Regions from separate parts of the Anas platyrhynchos genome. Here region 1 is linked to region 2. Evidence: chromatin contacts called from public Hi-C data. All regions are on one chromosome and are shown on one strand. The core of a region is the stretch at or near the end of the contact, and the rest is flanking DNA. Distances in the headings are between cores, read along the strand shown. Region 1 overlaps RAD51B (RAD51 paralog B). Region 2 has its middle 19 kb from the start of ZFP36L1.

The links. A called contact is a pair of places that touch in the nucleus more often than the background predicts.
Region 1: a contact with region 2 is called in a Hi-C map of subcutaneous adipose tissue, with 4 times the contacts expected there. The contact joins two enhancer-like sites. A contact is called at or near these places in 2 of 8 Hi-C or Micro-C datasets (skeletal muscle and subcutaneous adipose tissue).

Annotation. Positions count from the first base shown.
Region 1 is chr5:37,797,369-37,802,483 of IASCAAS_PekinDuck_T2T, forward strand. All of the region lies in intron 8 of RAD51B (RAD51 paralog B), which reads right to left. Among named protein-coding and RNA genes, the nearest start is that of TMEM229B, 72 kb to the right of the region's middle. Within about 2 kb of position 3,318, at least 1 of the 8 cell types and tissues checked has an H3K27ac peak or open chromatin away from gene starts, as enhancers often do.
Region 2 is chr5:37,382,633-37,388,029 of IASCAAS_PekinDuck_T2T, forward strand. No RefSeq gene overlaps it. Among named protein-coding and RNA genes, the nearest start is that of ZFP36L1, 19 kb to the right of the region's middle. Within about 2 kb of position 2,204, at least 5 of the 8 cell types and tissues checked have an H3K27ac peak or open chromatin away from gene starts, as enhancers often do.

The sequences.
Region 1 (5,115 bases), core at 2,068-4,567, 420 kb after region 2:
CTTTCAAATTTCCAGATTAGCTCACTTCTTCCACAGCTGAGCTGTTCCAAAGGCAGCAGCAAAGGGATGGTTGCCTGGAATTAAAATGAAATGCCTGTGAGTTCCAGTATAGTCTATGTGGGCTTTCTCCAACTGGCAAAGCAAAAAGGTACCTCCTGCTGAGGAGTCTCAATCGAAGAGGAGAAAAAGCCACTTTTGTTAATGTGTTTTTTCTTCCAAAAGACCCACTAGCTGCTAAAGAGACTTAGCTACCCTCTAATCTGAAGGGAGCATCCTGAATTGGGGACAGTTTGAACTACAACATCTGGGAACTTGTCCTAGTCATGGGATGAAGCGATTGTGCTAGTAGGGAGCTAAGCCTTCAAATTAGGTTACCAACACTTTTCTCTTAGTTTTTACTTTTCTGTCTAGTACATATCTGTATAATCAGAATCAGAAAGAGCTGTACTGAGAAAATTAAACTCACTGGCAAATATTCAAGTTAAAACAAGCCAAGGGGTAAGCTCCCTGCAAAGTCACACTGATCAAACTTCATTGCAGGTAGCACCTGTTTAACAGGCAACATTTCTCCAAATGTAGTTGCAATCCCATAAAACTTAATAAAGCATATATAGATATTTCTATCTTTCTATCTATTTTACAAAAATTGGTTAAAAAAGATGACATATACTAGAGGACGGAGGATTCTGGCTGTAAATAAATACACTGCTCTAGCCTTCGAGCACTTCTACGAACCTGGAATTGGCAGTGATAAAATGACATAGGAAGAATGTAAGGGTTCACGTCCAATTGTGTCCTTATTAAAATAAAATGATCAGAAGGAGGGCCAGAGAATGAATCATAAGCTAAGTCTGACTATACCTTCTTAACTCAGCAATAAACATCGGTGCTGAATCACAGTGACAGGCTGTTATTATGAGGAAGTCTGTATTGCCGCTTCAGCTTTTGGGACTGGCACTACTCTGTCTACTGCTAGTACTGAAAATGTTTAGAAGAAGTAAATGGCCAAGGAGTACTGCCCAAGGGTACGGCGCCCAACACCGCATTAAGTAACCACTTCGGAGTTGTCTCAAATCACGTGTTCATATTTTGATTAGCAGAACTGGCACACTGGTTGTCAGGCTCAGCCACAGAGAGGAATGCAGTATTTAAACTACTCCGATAAGATGAAATTGTTAGAAATCCACTTTGTTAGCAGGTTTCACCCTTTTTTTTTTATTTATTTTTTTATCAGGGTCACATCGTAAATGGTCAGATCAGGTATAGAAGACTAGAAAGAAATAAAGAAACCTTATTAGAAAATATGCTGTAAATAACAGATTACAAAACCAGAAGGAACACCAGCAACATGTTTAAGGGGAATCTGCCATTCAGCATTTATGATTCAGGCTGGTCATGTCCTGCCCATCCGTAGCCTTAAAAAATTCGACCATTTGTGAGAGAGGCTGCATGTATGGAAGAAAAATATGCATCTTTTACTATCTTCTAGGTCTATCTAACTGAAAGCAAAAGCTTTGAAGCTGTCTTCCAGTAAAACATGCCTGTTTCTACAAACAGCTAACTTTGTAACCAAGTTTGGCTTTAACTCCAACATCGTAAAACAAATGACTCAAGTGCCATCTACTGTGTCTGCAGTCAAGTGCAGTATTTCTACAGACAACAAACAGAAGTTAGCACCAAAAAATCAGGCAGAAATAACTGATCAATTTTATGCCAGACTGGATACCATAGCTTCAAGTACCGTCCTCCATGCAGGTTAGCACACATGCGGTGCTGAGAGGACTACACAGTCACACCTTTGATGCATGGAATACAGGTTAATGTAACAATGTAAAGCAGATCCTCAGATTTATAAATAAATAAAAAACAAAGCGATCCTGTTTCTTTCTCACCTTGATTATGCTTTTACAATACCCTGTTTATTTCCACGGGATCAAGGAAATCAGACGTGGAAAAAAACTTATAGCAAACACCAGAAAAAACACCAAACAGCAGATAACTGGTGGAAATAACACTGCATTCTGCCACACGAGGCTTTGGAATGGGAAGCATATGGTATCGCCACAACTCCTGGATTAGTGAATCTTGCCTTTTAATTGCATTGCTTTCAGAGGACAGACTTCCAACACTTCTCTTGAATGAAAGTTTCTTAGAAGAACACAAGTAGAATATTACAGGGAAAATACAGCTGGGAGTTAGATGCATAACACGCAGCTTTAGATCTCATAGTATCTGCCATTTCATGACATACAGAACTATGCATCAAAATTGCTTTGCTTCAGTGTTCAAAAAAAATAATGAAGAGACAGGTGTCCTTGCAATGCTGTAAAGTTTGCTGGTGGATTCCTTTTGGCTCTGTTAATCTCTTTTTCCATCACATTCTATTAAACAGGACTCATGGAAATTCACCACCTTTTTTTTTTTCTCCAGCCCCTCAACACTCATCAAAAGGTAAGATTTTGGGGCCAGAATTACTACCACATGCATTATTAACTGCAGACCATGGGAGCAGTTTTGCTGGCATGTTGGGGGGGGGGTGGGAGGGAAGGCAGCAAATCAGTTTCTAATACTCACTCACTCTGCTGTAACTGCAGCCATGTGGGAAGCAAACGAAACAAGGCTGGGGCCACGGATCTATAACCTCGCTCTGCAAACACAGCTCCGTTTGCCTGCAACAATGCACAAAACAAACAGAAAAGGCCTTTCCTCTAACGTGAGCATTGCTCTTTCCAAATCAGCTCCCTCTCCAGCTCTGCTGGCATATAGAGAGGAATAACACACAACCCTCTAGAATCAGAACAGCCACTCCATCACTATCACTGCAGCGAACCACAAACACCCAAAGTGTTTTCCAGCAGAATCCAAACCCAGAGTGGACGAGAGTCTGTATTCAAATGCCATCCATGTTTCAGCATTCCTTTGGACATGAATTTTTAGTTTGAGCTTATACATGGTTATCAAGTAACAAGGAGAATTCATCCAGACTAATAAAATATAAACTGGTGCCTCCCACTTATTGGTTCCAAAATAAACACCACAACCAGCATGTGTGATTAAATTAAACTTCATATCCAAACTAAACACTGTGTCATGCACACAATGCAGGGTTTAAAATACCACAAATATTCTGAAGGGGTCACAGGGTACACACAGGCAAACATAAAACCAATTTACAGCAGGAAATTTGGCAGAGAGGTATGAAGGGGGTCGAGGAACTGCTATTTTGGAGGAAAGCGAGTATAGTATGGCACACACCTGGTTCTCCTTCAACACTGATTGTCACTGTATGTGAAAATGTACACAGCTAGGAAGAGGTTCTGCACAGACCTCAAGAGCAAATTGCCCCGATGTATTTCGATGTCTGTTTGTAAAAGCACCACACTATGAATATTCGAGTGTTCAGTGTGAGCTGACAACAACCCTTTCCCCTATCAGCTGTGTTTTGGATTTCATGCTCACTGCCAGAGGGTTCACAGCTGGGAATTACATATAGATCATGTGAAAAACTATTTCTTTATATACTTCTGTTCTCAGGTCTTATTCAGCAATAGAGTAAAATTTCAGACTGGTTTCCAACTGTCTCATCTTTAACTGAACTGAGCATACAAAGATGAACTACGATGCAACTAAAAAGAATCATCAATGCCACACCAGTTCGCCCTTACCAGCATTCCCCCAAACTGCACACCGCTTCCCTAAAGCATTTCCCTTTCTTCCATTTCCAGGCTCTTGCACAGTCCCACCAAAGTGGCCTAAGCCTAACAGGTAAAAGCAGTTGCAGATCTAGGTCTGGTTTCACAGGATGCTCTGGCAGTATCTATCCTCCCTGGCCTGCACAACTTGAGCACTCTCCAGCCAATCTTTTCATGATTTTGCCAACATGACTCAAGTTTGATTTATAGGAAATTATCTTTCACTTAGAGCTCTGAACTTTTGAGCATTACAACCTAACGGTTTCCAATCATAAGGGCTGGAGAACAATAGTGCTCGTGTATCCAGAGAGAAAACAATCAAAATTGTCACTTCAGTATCCAAGCTGTCCAGTTCTGCCAAGCAACAGGCCAAAAGCCAACGTGAACTTCGTGAAACAGAGTTCTTTTCCCTTTCAGGTGATGAAAAGGCACCACCTTGCGGTTGTTGCTCTGGGAGAAATGCGTAGCCAACTGCCAGAAAAAGATCTAGTACAGCCAATTCCCAACTGTGTCAATAGAAATTTCAAAAGGTTCGTATAACGAAAAAAATATCATAAATATCAGAGTGCATTTCAGCTACCAAAGCATTCTGCCTAACAGAAGTGAATAGCTGAAGCTTTATTATATTTAATCTCAAAGCGAATACTGGAGTTCTTTAAAAGAACAAAACCAGCTATGCAAAAGCCTGAAGTAGGGAATTTGCAGGAGTCTCAAGCAGGGAATTTTGCTTATAACATGCAACAATAAACCTCGCCATTATTGCACCTATATTTGTTATTGCATCTTTTTCCATAAGCAATAGCAAATAGTCAGTCAAAAGCAAATTCAAACACACTGTGCAAACACAGCCCACCACCTTTGTCCAAAATAAAACACACAAAGCTGCTGTAGGGATGGTTCATTGGAAGTTAGAATAAGAATACTGTACTTACTTCAGTGAGTGAGCAAACAATATTTGCCACAAATAGAATCCTTCATCCACAGACCTTTTCATTAAAGCTTCATTTTCCTTTGCACGTTAAACTTGGGCCAGGGGAGGTACCAGGCAACACAGCTAAGAAAACAATCCAAATGACTTCTAGTTCAGTGTCTGGCTACTAGAAAGTGTGTCCTCTTATCAAAAATGCTGTAACCAAATTCTAAGGTTAACGCAATACAAAATAAGTAACAGTGTACTGATGGAATACAAAATAGTAGAATACACATCAGAAAATGTATATAGCCAGTATTCAGAAAGAACAGAAAGCAGAAAACGCCTGCAATTCCTCTTTTAAAAGTTGGTCAACTCCTTAATACATCATCTCCATACTCCACCAACGCTGCTAGTGTTTATGCAATTTATATAAAATGAACAACCAATAAAACCCACAAGAATATAAAATCTGTTTGCAATTCTTGAAAATGTTTCTTTAGTTAATAGCTT
Region 2 (5,397 bases), core at 954-3,453:
CCCTCCACTTGAGGCCAGAACAGGTGGACTCCAAGTTCCTGGAGGTGTGGATCAGCTCCCAGACTGCCTGGGCCCCTGCTCCTGCTGTTTGGCAACATGGTGGTAAGTTGTTCAGTCCTCCTGTGGCCCAAAAGGTGGCAAAGCCCTGCTCTTGGATTTGTCTTATCCATTTGTCTTTGCTGGGAGTCCAGCACATGCTGCCTTACCCTTTCCGGTACCTGCTGGACTGATGAGCGGAGAAGACAGTAATGCTCATGAGCTCCCAATCAGCCCAACTTCCCATGGGCATTACTTTCCCAGGGTCTGGAAAACCTTGGGCAAACAGCACAGACCATTTTCAACAGTTTCATCGGGGTTAATGCACACCATGGCTTTCTCCTTGCCTCAGCAGCGATGCCTGTCCCCACGAGCTCTGTCCCATGTCACTCCTCACAGACTGCCCTGGCAGAACTGGCACCACTCTTGCTCCTCCTATGGCACACGGCTAACGCACCTCCACCTTCCACGTGCCCTCATCCAACATCCAGGTGTCACTGGCCTGCTGACAGCCAGCACCCTGGCACCAAGGGCATCTCAGCCTCGCGCCTCCAACCAGGCGGAGGAGGTCCCCTTCACAACCCCTCCTTTACACCACGGGTGTGCTTGCTTTCCTTTTGACTCCAAGAAGCACATTCATGCCATTTTCAGCTCCTGGTTCTCCAGGAACAAATGCCAAAATTGGAAGGGAATGGTTGGGAATGTTATCCCAGAGGTATTCACACAAACACTTTCCATCATTTCATTTACCAAGAAAAATACCCTTGAAAATACTCCGCTAAGGAAAACTTTTCTTGTCTTCGGCACCTCAGGGACTTTCAGCATCTTCTTGGGGCGAGACCTTCACCGGGGGGGTTGTCCCACTTCTCACTTGCAACTGATGCAGACCAAAACAGTGAAGAAAGCAGGGGAAGTGGCCGCTCACTCCGGTGCAAGGGAGCTTCCCGCACTTCAAAGCCATCGGGGCTCTCTGCCGGCAGGAAGGGCTGCGCGGGGACACTGGGCGTGGGGCAAACCAGCGACAAGGAAATTGTGGGGCCGATGGGACGTGAAAGCTGCAAGTGTGTGAAAGGCAGGACGGAAGTGTTGTAGGGGGCAGCCCTATTTTTAGCTGCCTCTTGCAGAACTTTGCTAGCGTTTGCTGTAGTAGGAGAGCTGCTTCTCCTTTCCTTGATGTAAGCAGAGCCGACGACGTTTGGGTCTGTTTTTATTTAGCTACTCACGAGATAGCACTGACTGAAAGGTCCCTTGAACGCTGTGGATGCAAAAACACCCGTGGTCAGAGAGTCTTGGGCAAGGAGAACAGAAAGCATCTGACACTTCCCTGTCTCCATTTCAGGACTGTGAGAGGTAGAAACCGAAGCCGAGGCTGCCAGCATGACTCTTAGTCACATCAACAGGGGATTTTGCAACACAGTGGGTGCAGGGAGTCTGCAAGCAAATCTGGAGTGCTTCGCGAGGGCATTGGATTGGGGTTCCTCTGGCTGTGAGGCCTGAGCAGTGCTGTGCAACCCTCCCTTTCCTGCTCCACTGCAACCTGCTCGGCCGCTCCGGGTGGGTGGGAGGCAGGCAGGGTTTAGCACTAATTAGCATGGAGCACTGTGGGGAGCAAGAGGTGGCCATGCCTACCCTGTACGGGGCTCCTTTTAACGCTTGCATTAACATTAGATGATTCCTACGCCCACTGTAGGGAATATCCTACAGGGAGAGGCCATTCCTAAGCCAGGCAAGAGAGGACATTAGGCAGCCGTGCAGAGGAGCATGAGACGAGATGTGGTTGTTCTGCATGGGGCTGGAACCACCAAGGCAAGCTCCAGACTGGATCCCACCGCTGGCAGTTCGGCTCAGTGTGACTTGCAGTGTCCAGCTCAAGGTCAGGATGGGAAGGACGGTGTCCAGACCTGTATAACCAGAGCCTGTTGCTGCTCTCAGTATCTCATCCCTGCAGTGGGTAGACACGTGGATAACGTATATAGCCCCTTCTTAAACTGGATTGATTAAGGCAGGATTTGCAATTCTTGAATTGATGTGTATGGAGGAGTGCTTCGTACTGTAACAATTTTATTTAGAAATGATAAGTCGTTTATAAGGAGGTAGTGAGAGGAGTAGGTTATTGACAGCGCCATTCCTGTCCAAGGGAATGTGCTGGAAAGTCACTTTGTCCTCTAGATGGCACCCCTATTACTCACACATCAAAAAGTTAAAAAAACAGACACGCCTTTCTTTTAAACGCTCAATTTACAGACAGGCCGTGCAGTTTAGTAGTTTGGACCAAAACCTACGGGCAATCAAGATTACAGGAAAACCGACCATGTCTGGGTTTTCCCCTCTTCTTGTTCAAAATAAGGAATATGGATTTGCCTTCCTCTGGACTCTGTACTTGTCGTTACTGGGCTGGGAGTTGCTACCTGGGAATTCATCCTGAAATTTCTGCAGTTGTGTGGGAACCAAAGAAGAGCTGCGGTGCTTTGCTTCGCCCTCCAGCCCGCACACATTTGGTCAGTGCCCCGCCTGATGGGCGAGCAGCTCTCCTGGGTGAGAACCAAGGGCCTCCTCAGCGAGCAGGAAGGTCCAAGGCTCCGCTGCTGTATTTGATCTTTAGGGATGTGTGGTTGTGAACTTCGACAGAACCAAAGCCACACTTTGCCAGAGCTATTTGTACAGAAAATTGCTTTATTGTTTCAATTAAAAAAAAAAAAAAAAAAAGGCAGCCAGGCATTTAATGGCTCCCATCTGCAGCCACTCTGTGTAATTCACTTCCCACTTAAGGTTTGAATCCTTCTTTTCTTTTTTTAAGCATGGGGACAAAAAGGGAGCGTTAACGTCCTTAATGTTAATAAATGTATCTTTATGGTCTATTTTAAATAAGAATAACCAGGCTTTTGTTGGAGAAGGGTCGTAAATAATCCGTGTGTGAGTGGAGATGCTAACAGTGGGAAAGAATGCACATGCACAGGAATCTAAGTTGGCTGTTAGCAGAAGTGTTAATGAACTGTCTAATTGATTTAAATGTTACTTAGTTATCCCCATTTCTATATTTCCCGAGAACTCATAGTCAGGGTGTTCTTCCATCATCATAATTCCCTGAGAGCTAATTGCCATAGCCAAAAAGGGAACTGAGGGAGCCAGATTTCAAAGGTGTTTGGCACCTAGAGACAGAGACAGGGGCTTACAAGTCTAAGCTGCACTGAAATCAGCAGTCAGGGCCAATGCCCTTTTGAAATCCAATTAGGCACTTTGCTGGCATTTTTAAGTGCCTCAGTGCCTACAGTACCCCTCCCTAGATGACTTGTATGAAGTGTGTGTCACAGCCCTGCATGAAAAAAAAGTGCATGCAGAAGGCAAATGACATCCACAGATACAGAAACGTGACATTTTTTTTTTTAATTGATAGTTTGGGGAGGCAATAATAAGATAAGAAGGATGTCTTTGCAGGATGCAGTTCTGCCTTGACAGGGCCCTTGGTAAATGGCAAGCTGCAAGCTGGACGTTCCCCCAGCACTCCTGTGCTCTGCTGCAGCAGCTCGGAGCAGGATTCAGTCTCCTGTTCAGGAACATACTGCTCAGATTATGGGCAACTCTCAGATCATGGTGCTGTCAGAGGTGCACTGTACCCTTCCTAGTGACGGGATGGAGCAGAAAGGAGAATAAATACATAAGAAAAAGGGGAAACAACTCTTAAAATAGATTTATTTATTTATTTATTTTATTAGGGTTTGCACTTTTTTTTTTTTTTAATAAAGCAGAAGAGAATTAATAAGAAATTTATGGTCTGATTTCAATCCTACGGATACTCACGGAATCCCTTTAGTGAATACTGGACCAAGTCCAAGAAAAACAGGTTATTCCCTTAACTTCCATTTATTCGGGGCTGTGTCCTTCTGCATTCAATCTTGTTAGATTTGCCAGTAGATTTAATGTGAGTCTCATCAGCAGTGGTTCTGGACAAGAAACTGTGGTCAGCTGCCTCTGCCTCTGAGACTGTCTTCCCAGAAGAGTGGTGGTACCTTAGGATGTCAGGGCTACATGACAGGTAGTTGATGCTTGTCCAGAGCATCATGGTAGGATCCCCTACAGTAAGACACAACTTTGAGGTAAGTGACGTCTCTCTGTCATGCACTAAACTGCTCCACCAGCTGGTGTTTTTAGCACACCAAAACCAAAGCAGCTCAATAAAATGGTTTCTGTGTGAACAGTTCAATGAAAATATCTAAGTTTGGTTGTGGTCAAAAATGCAAATTAAAAACCCTTTGGGATATACAAAGAACAGACCAGAAAATTGTCTTGTGTTACCAGGACCAGAACAAAGCCACGCGCTTGGAAGCAAGCTCTCCCCCAGCCTGGGAGATGCTATGAGAGGAAGCAGGTTCCAGTCCTACCGCTGCCAAAGATTTTCTGGGTGCTCTTTTTAACGTGTTGTTGCTAAATCTGTGCACCTGACACAAAAGAGGTCAATGAGAAAACCCGGCTCTTGTTTCAGTGCCCTAGGGACACAGGAATGCTTTTGGGGAGTTTTGCACTTGCATCACTCTATATCCATGCTGTCCTCAGTAAACGTGTTTTGAATTCACAAAGCCAAGATGTTTGAGCCAGGAGCACTTGTGCTGCTTGTAAGGACATAGCTTCCATACAGAGCAGGCTTCTCTCTGCTCTTTGACGAGCAAGACTGAATGGAAGACGTGGTGTGAACGGTCAGTGAGTTTGGGCTTGAAATTAAGCCTGAACCCAGTGTTATCCATATACAAATCTATCAGCACTTGGGAATTCAGACTGAAGTTTATGTCTAAAATAATTCCACACATATTAAAAGGTTGGAAATATGATTGGGGGATAACTCACTGACCATCCTTTCTTTCCCTGCCCTGCCTCTCTGCTCTGTGACTATGACTAGGATCTCATAGGGCGTGTGGGCCCAGCCTAGACTGAATTTGTCTGTGGGGACATGGGTTTGTTTTTTTAAGCCGTGGCTGCTCCTGGTGAGGTGGGGTTAGCCCTCACATATCCCACCATCTCTCTGTCCTTCGGTGACGCTGGTCCACAGTACAAGGAGCAGAGTGGGAGCACGTGGCGTGTGAACAGAGATTTCTGCTGAGGCACATCCAAGTGGTGTGCCCCCAAAAAGGGAACGGGAGCTGCACCTTCCACCCTCTTGGGCCATGAAGAACGACCACCCCTGAGGTCTCGGGAAGCTGAAAGCTGCTCCAGATCCACCCTTACGCGAGAAGAAAACACACCCCTGCTTCTTTCTACATGTGGCTGCAGGTTCCTTGCCACAGCCTGAACCAGCCCTCCCTGATGATGTGTGGCCCTTAGGTGGTGTGACACCGCGCTGCTGGGGAGCCCGGCTGCCCACAACGGGCT